3 separate regions of the Capra hircus genome follow, and regions 2 and 3 are each linked to region 1. The links are chromatin contacts, called in public Hi-C maps. All regions are on one chromosome and are shown on one strand. The core of a region is the stretch at or near the end of the contact, and the rest is flanking DNA. Distances in the headings are between cores, read along the strand shown.

What was found. A called contact is a pair of places that touch in the nucleus more often than the background predicts.
Region 2: a contact with region 1 is called in a Hi-C map of blood, with 3 times the contacts expected there. The contact joins the enhancer-like site here to the promoter of COTL1 in region 1. A contact is called at or near these places in 4 of 5 Hi-C or Micro-C datasets (blood and liver).
Region 3: a contact with region 1 is called in a Hi-C map of blood, with 2.9 times the contacts expected there. The contact joins the enhancer-like site here to the promoter of COTL1 in region 1. A contact is called at or near these places in 3 of 5 Hi-C or Micro-C datasets (all in blood).

The regions. Positions count from the first base shown.
Region 1 is chr18:12,210,111-12,213,014 of ARS1.2, forward strand. It overlaps COTL1 (coactosin-like protein), which reads right to left and starts at 1,437. Exons shown (of 4, transcript XM_005691841.3): 1 at 1,131-1,437; 2 at 779-861. The coding sequence starts at 1,207.
Region 2 is chr18:12,116,308-12,119,211 of ARS1.2, forward strand. No RefSeq gene overlaps it. Among named protein-coding and RNA genes, the nearest start is that of TLDC1, 13 kb to the left of the region's middle. Within about 2 kb of position 1,389, at least 1 of the 5 cell types and tissues checked has an H3K27ac peak or open chromatin away from gene starts, as enhancers often do.
Region 3 is chr18:12,282,283-12,285,186 of ARS1.2, forward strand. The region is part of intron 1 of USP10 (ubiquitin carboxyl-terminal hydrolase 10); the gene reads left to right. Among named protein-coding and RNA genes, the nearest start is that of USP10, 21 kb to the left of the region's middle. Within about 2 kb of position 1,394, at least 3 of the 5 cell types and tissues checked have an H3K27ac peak or open chromatin away from gene starts, as enhancers often do.

The DNA.
Region 1 (2,904 bases), core at 187-2,686:
TTGGAGGCTGTGGTTGTACATGCATGTGTTTTTTCCACTTAATGATTCAAGACAACCCAGGGAAAGGCACAAAGTTTACAAATCCTAAAGATTTTGCTTGACAGATTTCTTCTGTGTACACACCTGTGTAACTGCCTCCCCAAATGCAGAATATTCAAAATACAGAATATCCCCAACCCCTTGAGACCCCACCCCACCTTCCATGTGCCTCTGCCAGTCAGTGGCTAGCCACCCACAAGCGGGGCCACTCTTCTGACTTTCCACGCTGCAGATTAGCTTTGCCTTTTCTAAAATTTCACATAAATGGGATCATATGGCATGTACGTGCTCATATCCTGCTCTATATTCTACAAACAAAAACACATCACCAGCACATGGACAACGATGGCAGGAGAAAGGAGGGGGCTGTCGCTAACCGTTCCTTTCTCCTTCAATAAGCACCAGGATTGTTTTTATTTTGGCTCTCTGACTGATGAAAGGGGAAACCCGGGAGGGCTGGACCCTGGAGTATGGAACTCCGTGAGTTAACGGTGGAAAGCTAGTGACCATGGGGGCAAAGGAGCTGTCCCGCCTGAAAAGGTTACTGTGAGAGGGAGGAGGCTGCCGGTCACCTCTGGTTGTTCTGGATGCCCAGAGGAGAGAAGGCGTTGTGGAGGCTTTAGAACGCTCCAATCTGGTTCCTCCAGCGCTGGGGGCGCCCAGGGTAGCCTCAGGCTCCTCCCTAGCATTGACCTTGTTCCAAAAGACCGGGAGTCCCCCAGAAGGCGTGTCTCCCTACCTGTGCACTGCTGGATGAAGTCCTGATATTCCGCTCCCTGCTCGCCGGGGACGATGGTGGAGCCGTCATATTTAAAAGTCACCCTTTGGATTGGGAGAAGAGAAAAACACACACATACACATACACATCAGCGTTGGTGCCTGAACGGTGCCGAGCTTCCACAGAACAATCTAAGAGATGCTCTGGCTAGCGAAAAGCCAGCGCTGGCTTTCCACGCTGTCCCGGGTTAAGGCTGCGGGGAGACCGCACGGGGATGACCCTTAATCCGTCCCGTCTGGAAGACGGCTCAGCGCACCAGGCCCCTCGCGAGCTCAGGCCAGCGGGGCTCGAAGAGCAATGCAAAGTTCCTCACCAGATGACGGCCGAGCTGTCGTCGCGCACCAGGTTGTACGCCGTTCGGCAAGCCTCTTTGTCGATCTTGGTGGCCATCGCCGCGGGGCCGCAGTGGGGATACTGTGCTCGCAGCGAAAGATGAGCGCGCTTGGGGCCAGCTGCAGGGATCGGAGCGGAGCGGGGCGGGGACGCGCGGAAGGCGGGCGGGCAAGCGGGCGGGCGGTTGGCGACAGCAGCGAGAGAAGGCGAGCTCCGAGCTCCGAGAGCGGCTGTGGCTCCGAATGCGCGAGGAGCGCAAGCTAGACCCAGGCCACGCAGTCCCGCCCCCCCTCGCCCATTGGCCTCCCAGGACGTATTAAGCCCCGCCCCCTATTTCTATTGGTCGTAGCGCGTATCGGGGGCGTGGCGTCTTTACTCACCAGCGGCCAATACCAGCCCGAGTGGGTTGCGCAACCCTGCGAAGGGGGCTGGAGAGGGGGGCTTTTTCGCCCTCCTCCCCCTCTCTCCTCCCCTCTTCTTCTCCCTCGCCCTTCTTCTCCTTCCTCCTCCTCTTCTCTTCTCCCTCCCCCAACCCTTTCTTGTTCTCCCACTCCCCTAACTCCTCCCCCATTTCCTCCTCCCCAAGCCCTGTTTCTCGTTTCCCTCTCTCTAGTCCCTCTTCTTCCTCCCTCCTTGAGTCTCCCTCCTCATTCACTACCCGCCCCTCACCTCACCTCCTCCCCTTGCTCTTCCCACTTCCCTAACCCCTTCTCCCTCCTGCCTCCCTATTCCCACCTCCCCTCCCTTCCCCCACCTCCTACCCCTAGTCCTCCTTATCCCCCCCAAACAACAACTCCGTTTACCTCCTTCCTATTCCTTGTCTTCAAGCTTTTGTCGTCTCTCTCTCTCACTTTGCATCCCCCCTCCTCCCTATCCCTTCCTCTACCTCCCTCCTCCCCACCAGGGCTCCTGGGCTTCAGAGCTCCACAGGGAAGCTCCACATGGGTGACTTACTGCATCAAACTGCCCCGCCCCAGTGTTGGGCTCCGTGGTTTCTAGGTAGGGAGAAATTGGAAAGAAGTAAGATTGTTAAATAGGAGGGGATAGAAAGTAGACTGCTTCCAAAACACTGGTGGGATCACTGTTTACTTTGTGCTCTGGTTATTTGCATTCACATCTTATCTCCCCCTTTGGGTTCCACTGAGGGCAGGAGCTGACTCATTCTGTCTTCTTCCTTCCCTCACTGACTCACTCATTCATTCCCTCCTGCAATCATTCCACAAAGACCAGTTACAGGGTTGAGGCAAGTAAAAAGGCTGGACCCCCCAAGACTCGGCTCTTGAATTGCATCCAGTGTTGCCTCTTTTTAACTGTGGGCCTTTGGACAAGCCTCAAAAACTCTCTGATTACTTTCCTCCAATGGGATAGTAATAGTACCGACAACATAAGAGTCGAACATAGCGACTAAACAACAACTACAGCTGACATCATAGGTTTGCTTTATGATTAATGTTTAATGAAATTTGTAAACAAATATGTTAGACATTCAACAAAAGGTCATTGTTGTTGGTTATCAACTAAAATAAATCTTAAATAGAAACCCCAAAGGTCAGGGACAATGTTTAATTAATAATAAAATTAATTATCAATGGTAAACAAACAAAAATCAATCAAGCATTGAACAGACACATGGGGGGAGTTGAGTGGGAAAAGTAGGAGCTGGTATTGCTATAAATTAAAAGGCAAAAATAATTCCAGTTGGATACAGTTCAAAGCAGCTCCCTGATGAAGATAATGAAATAATTAGCTATTAG
Region 2 (2,904 bases), core at 139-2,638, 94 kb before region 1:
GAATAAGGAACCACCACCGAGGGGCTAAAAGCAGGACTCTTCATTTCCCAAGCCCAGACGCGGCACAGCTAATGTAGTCATGTGCCCACAAGGTGGCGCTCATGATCACCACAAAACAATGTGCTCTGGTCAGTTTTCACAATGAACATTTCAGAACAGGTTTTAGATTTACAGGCTTGTTGAGAAGAGGATACTGAGAGAGTTCCTGTGTGTCTCAGACTGAGTTTCCCCTGTGACTAACGTCTCACATTAGTGCTGAACATCCATCACCACTGATGAACCAATATTGATTCCTCGTTACATTCTCCTTAATCATCACATCTCTTTAGGCATCTCTGGGCTGTAACAGTTTCTCAGGCTTTCCTGGTTACTGATAACCGGGAGAGGTGTTTGGTAAGGTGGCTCTCTAACGGGATTCATCGGAGCTTTTCCTCATGGTTAGACTGGGGTTGGACTTTGGGGGATGAAGACGCCAGAGGTAGAGTGCCCTTCGCACCGCAACGTGTCCAGGGTCCATGTGGTCCCTGAGAATCCTCACTGCTGGGGTTGACCTTGATCACCCGGCCAAGGTCGGCCCTGTCCAGTTTATTCTCTGTACGCTTGCTCGCCTTCTCCATAATAAGCTCCTTGGATCGTGTGTGTGTGTTCTAAGGTTTCCTTTTGTTGGAGGGGGGCGGGGGGAGGCGGTAGTTGTGCTGAGTGGCTTGCAAGATCTCAGTTCCCCAACCAGCAACTGAACCCAGGCCCCAGCAATGAAAGCCCAGAATCCTAACCACTAGGCCACCAGGGACCTCTCAAAGGTTTTACTTTTTTAAACCATTTCCTGTCTCTCCTGGTTCAGTTAGGAGACTGGGGGTGGGGTAAGAAGAAGGGCCTGGGGGTGCCTGCCACACGGTGGGAGAACAAAGTGGAGACACACAGCCCAGGGTTTACAAAGGGGACCCTAAGACAGCTACTTGAGGTTCTTGCTTCTTCCGGTCCCACCAATGATCCAAGTTAAACACCATCAGTGTCCTTGAAGGGGTCACAGGAAGGAAAAATCCAGGAGGGGGCAGCCATGGAGAACAGTTAGAGAGCAGACCATGCCACCCTGCCCGGGGAGCAGCACCAGGCATGTGGGGTCCGGAGAGCCTGGCATCACGCATGCGCCCCCACACCCCATGCGCCCCACATCCAGCCCCGCAGGAGGTGCCCAGGATGGAGGCTGGTTGCCCCCCACTCCATCTAGGCCAGTGTCCTTGTAGCTAAGTGAGTTTCCACCAGTTAAGCCAGATCACACCTCTCTTAAAACACTTAAAAAACACTCCAGCAACTTCCCACCAACCAAGGCAGACCCTGTGGGCCCCACGGCAAGGCCAAGCCACCTCTCCACGCCTCAGGCCTGGAGCGCACCGACTTCCCCAGCTCACACGGGCCCTTCCATCACCAGGACGAGGGTCCCACTTCCTCCATCCCCTCACCTTCAGGCCTTGGGTCAGAGCCCACCTCCCAGAGACCTTCCTGCCCTCTGCCCCAGATGCCACTGTGAAGTGGAAGCTGAGAGGGTAGTGTCCCTTGAAGACACAACAGGGTTCAAGGGCTGTGCGGGAAAACCTAAGTTGGCTGGCAGGGAAGACCCCAAGGATGAGCCCTGGGGCTCAGGGATTTAGCCCCATCCCTTGACCGCCACCCCCCACCCCAAGGCTTAAGTTCTGCAGTTGATTCCTGTGGCCACCTCTGGCCTCCTGTGGGCACATTCAGCAGCCTCCTTCACGGTATTTTGCGAGCCAGGCGCTCTGCGGGGTTAGTTGCATCCTGGTTTTGCAGTCAGTGTCTGGGAGGTCAACCGAGCCCTTCTCACCACGATAAAGCTCTGGGTTCCTGCTTTTGTGGTACTCGGTCTTCTCGAAAACCATAAAAGGTGTCACATCCCCGTTGCACAGGCTCCGCTGGGAGCGCTGTGGGGGCTGGGCAGCGAGGCCCCTGCAGCCTGGCTCACCTGTGCCTCCAGGGGTTGCCTTATAAGGTGAAAATCAGGCGCCCCGGCTGCGGGTTCAACCCCGGGCTCAAAGAGGAAGTCCTCAGTTTTGCAGAAGCTTTGCAGGGGTCTCTGCACGTCTGGCCTACAAGCCTGCAGCCAGCTCACTACAGGGTGTCTCGGGGTATCTGCTAACAAGCAGGAGTTAAATGCCAAAGATGCATGGAGACACAGGCCTTCCTCCTCCCCGGCAGTTAAAACCAGAAGAGACGCTCGGGCCAGGAGAAGCAGGCAGCCAGGCAGGAGGGTGCCAGAACAGTAGGGGAAGCAGATGCAGCTGCAGCCTGGGCTCTCGACTGTGACACTACAGTACATGTCAGCTCCCAGCGAACGATGGGCCGGGCCTGAACCGGGTGCCCAACACGCAGCTCTCACTTAATGCTCACAGCAGCGGGACAGCATAGGAGCCGCAAGCAGTCCCACTTTACAGAAAAGGAAAACTGAGGCTCAGAGGAGGGCAGCGACTTATCTAAGGTTAGGAGAAGTAACTTTTCTACTAGACAACCGGCAAGCGGGAGAGACGGAAGAGGCCCCCAGGAACACCCCTCTGAGAAGGATCACTGTTCAGTGCAGCCACGGGCCACGCGTGGCTACCAAGCCTTTTAACAGATCCCAACCAAGATGGGCTGTGAGTGTGGAACCCACACTGGAGTTGAGAGTCTTGGGTGTATATCTTTTAAATTTTTTTAAGTTAAGGAAATTTTAATTTTAAAATATCTCCAAATTTTTCAGCTTCATTTTGAAATCAGCATTGATTCATGGGGAGCTGCAAAGATAGTACCCAGGGGTCCTGGTACCCTTTGCTCCGTTTCATATGGGGACATCTTATGTAGTTACCGTAATTACTACACAGGATAAAAACCAGGAAACTGACATATGTGTGAATA
Region 3 (2,904 bases), core at 144-2,643, 72 kb after region 1:
TACTGTCAGCAATGCGCAGTTCACGCACACGGTGACAAAATTATAAATATCATGGTGTCCCAAACTTTGTCTTGTTCAGAATTTGTTCTGACAGTCAAGCACAGTTCAGCATGGATCGTTGGTGCTCAATACATGCTATTAAATCAATGAAATTCCTGCTGTGTATTGAACATTGTCGCCTCCAGGTGTTCCCTAGGCCACCCACACCAATTTCCAAAGTTAAGACTGAGCAGTAACTGTTCAGTAGATGTCACCATCCATCAGGTACTGGGTCCTGGTGAAAAAAAAAAAAAAGAAATTTGAATGGTTCTTTTTATGCAAGTACTGATCTGATTTTTTTTTTAACTTCATTTGTTAATAGTTCTCCCATTTCAATACCTGTACATTTTGGTGGTTTTTAGTATATTCACAGAGTTGTGCAGCTACCCCCACAGTCCATTTTAGAACACCTCATCATTCCAGAAAGAGGCTTCATACCCATAACAGGGACTCCCTTATCCCTCCCCACCCAGCCGCTGGCAGCCACCCTCTTTCTCCTTGCTGTCTCTGGGGATCTGCCTCTTCTGGATATCACCCAGTTCATGTGAATGGACTCTTGCAATGCGTGGCCCTTGAGTCTGGCCTCTTCCACTCAGCATGATGTGTTCAGGTGCCAGCCACCTGGTAGCCGTGTCAGTCTGAGAACATTCCCAAAGCTGTGTTTTTCCGGGTTAGATCCAGGAGATCCTTTTGGAGCTGGGAAGAACTGTGGAGATGGATTTCGTCTGGCATACCCTGATTTTAGAGATGAAGTTAAAGCGTTTATCACTCAGAGCAGTGTTCTTTAGTCATTAAGTCTTGCCAGACTCTTTCAACCCCACGGACTGTGGCCCACCAGGCTCCTCTGTCCATGGTATTCTCCAGGCAAGAATACTGGAGTGGGCAGCCATTCCTTTCTCCAGAGGATCTTCTTGACCCAGGGATTGAACCCATGTCTCCTGTGTTGCAAGAGGATTCTTTACTGCTGAGCCACCAGTGTATTAGTCCTTAACATCTTCTCCTACCTCCCAAATTCACTTTTGTGTTGGGAAAGAGGGAGGAGGGAGGAGAAGACTCTGCCTCCTGTGCTTGTTTCTGGCATTTGACCCTGAAGGCCTGGGCTTTGAGTGTTCTTGGGACACTGTGCCTGGGTCTGGCTCACAGATGCCTGACTGCCGTGGAATCTGTGAAGTGCAGTACACATGCAGCAGAGTGTTTGTTGATCACGCCTTTGTAGCCTAAGTTTTTACCTCAGGCTGACCTCCTATGTCCCTGAGTCCTTTTGAAGGCGGAGGACACTAATTTGGTGGTAGCCTGCACAAAGACTTGTTTCTAGAGTGCAAACCTTGGAAGCTGTATTCCAGCGCCCCCTAGTGCCTGCTCTGGGGGTTGTCCTCCGGGTCCCTGCTTCCTGCAGGAGGTGCTGTTTCCTGTGGCTGCATTGGATCCCTGGAGAGCCAGCAGTGCACCACGCAGGTGACTGGCAAACGCCTTTCCTTCTCCTCACCTCTCCTGGGCTGAGGCTGTGTCTTTGCTTTTCCTTTAGCAGGAACACTGGTATTTCCAGTTCGGCCTGTGCCTTTAGCAGGCTGTACAGCCCTAGGCCCTAGAGGGCCTTCTGGAGTCTGCTCTGGCAACTCAGAGTGCCACGCCCTGGAGCTTGGCTGCAGTGAAGTGTCTTGCATCCACCCTAGCTGTGCCGAGGGCTTGCCCCTTTTCCTGATGTGTTTCTTGTGTATATATTTTTCATGTTCTCTCTAGAAAAGATCGGAAAATAATCAGACGGTAACAGTAGGAGTTCTGAAGGCCTGAGCTGGGGTCAGTGGAAGGGAGGGGAAGTGGAGCTTTATTCTGGTTGAGAGGACCCCTCTACCCCTAGGCCCCTTCCCAGAGTGGGGATGGGGCGGCTCAGCACCCTGTGCTGTGTCCTGACCCTCATGGCCTCCCCCGGCCCCCCCCCCCCGCCCCCCTGGCCCAGCACCACAGCTGGGAGAAGAGCATATGTGGTTGCTTTCTTGTTCCTCCTCTTGACTCCAGTATTCATTCAACTCTGGTGGGCCTGGCTTTAACCTCAGGGATCTGCCTCACTTGATGACAGTGCCAACATTTCTGTAGTGCTCTGTGGTCCATGGAGGGCTCGCAGTGGCTGTTGCCTGGGTGCCTGGGCATGCCGGCCCCTGCAGGCTTGGCAGGGACAGGGAAAGTGGGATTGCACTTCCTCCCTTGCCAGCCTCACAGTCATGAGTTTCAGCTCTCGCTGCTCCTGCAGGACAAACGAATGCATATTGCCAGTGCCATTTTCTTCCCCACTAGATTGTAAATCCTGTGAAATCAGGCATTGACTCATTTTTATCTTTTTTTTTAACACCAAAACTTTTTCTTTAAAAACAGACTTTATATTTATTAATTCTCCAGAGGAAGGAAAATGTTTCATACATGTATAAGAAGAGGGTAGGTAAAAATTTTCCTCACAGCTGAGTGTTTTCAGTTTTAGTTTAAAAACAGCCCCAGCAAGCTCTTTATTTGGAAATAATTTTAAATTTATAAAAATTGCAGAAGTACAAAGAGCCCCCATTTTATTTTTTATTCATATTGACTGGTTAGGGTTGAACCTCACTTAATCATTGGGGTGTGTTTAAGTTCTCTCCCTCTTTATACAGATACCTGTACAAACTCAAAAACACATGAAAATACAGACACGTTTTCTCTTACCCTTTGAGGTTTGAGGGTGGGTTACATGCACTGGGACCCTTTAGCCTCCTTGTCTGCTTGAATGTGTATTTCCCATGAATATTCTCTTAAAGTAACCACAGTTGGACAGCTATCACTTCCATACGTTGACATGGACGCAGTGTCTTTTTCTGACCCACTGTTCGTATTCTGGAC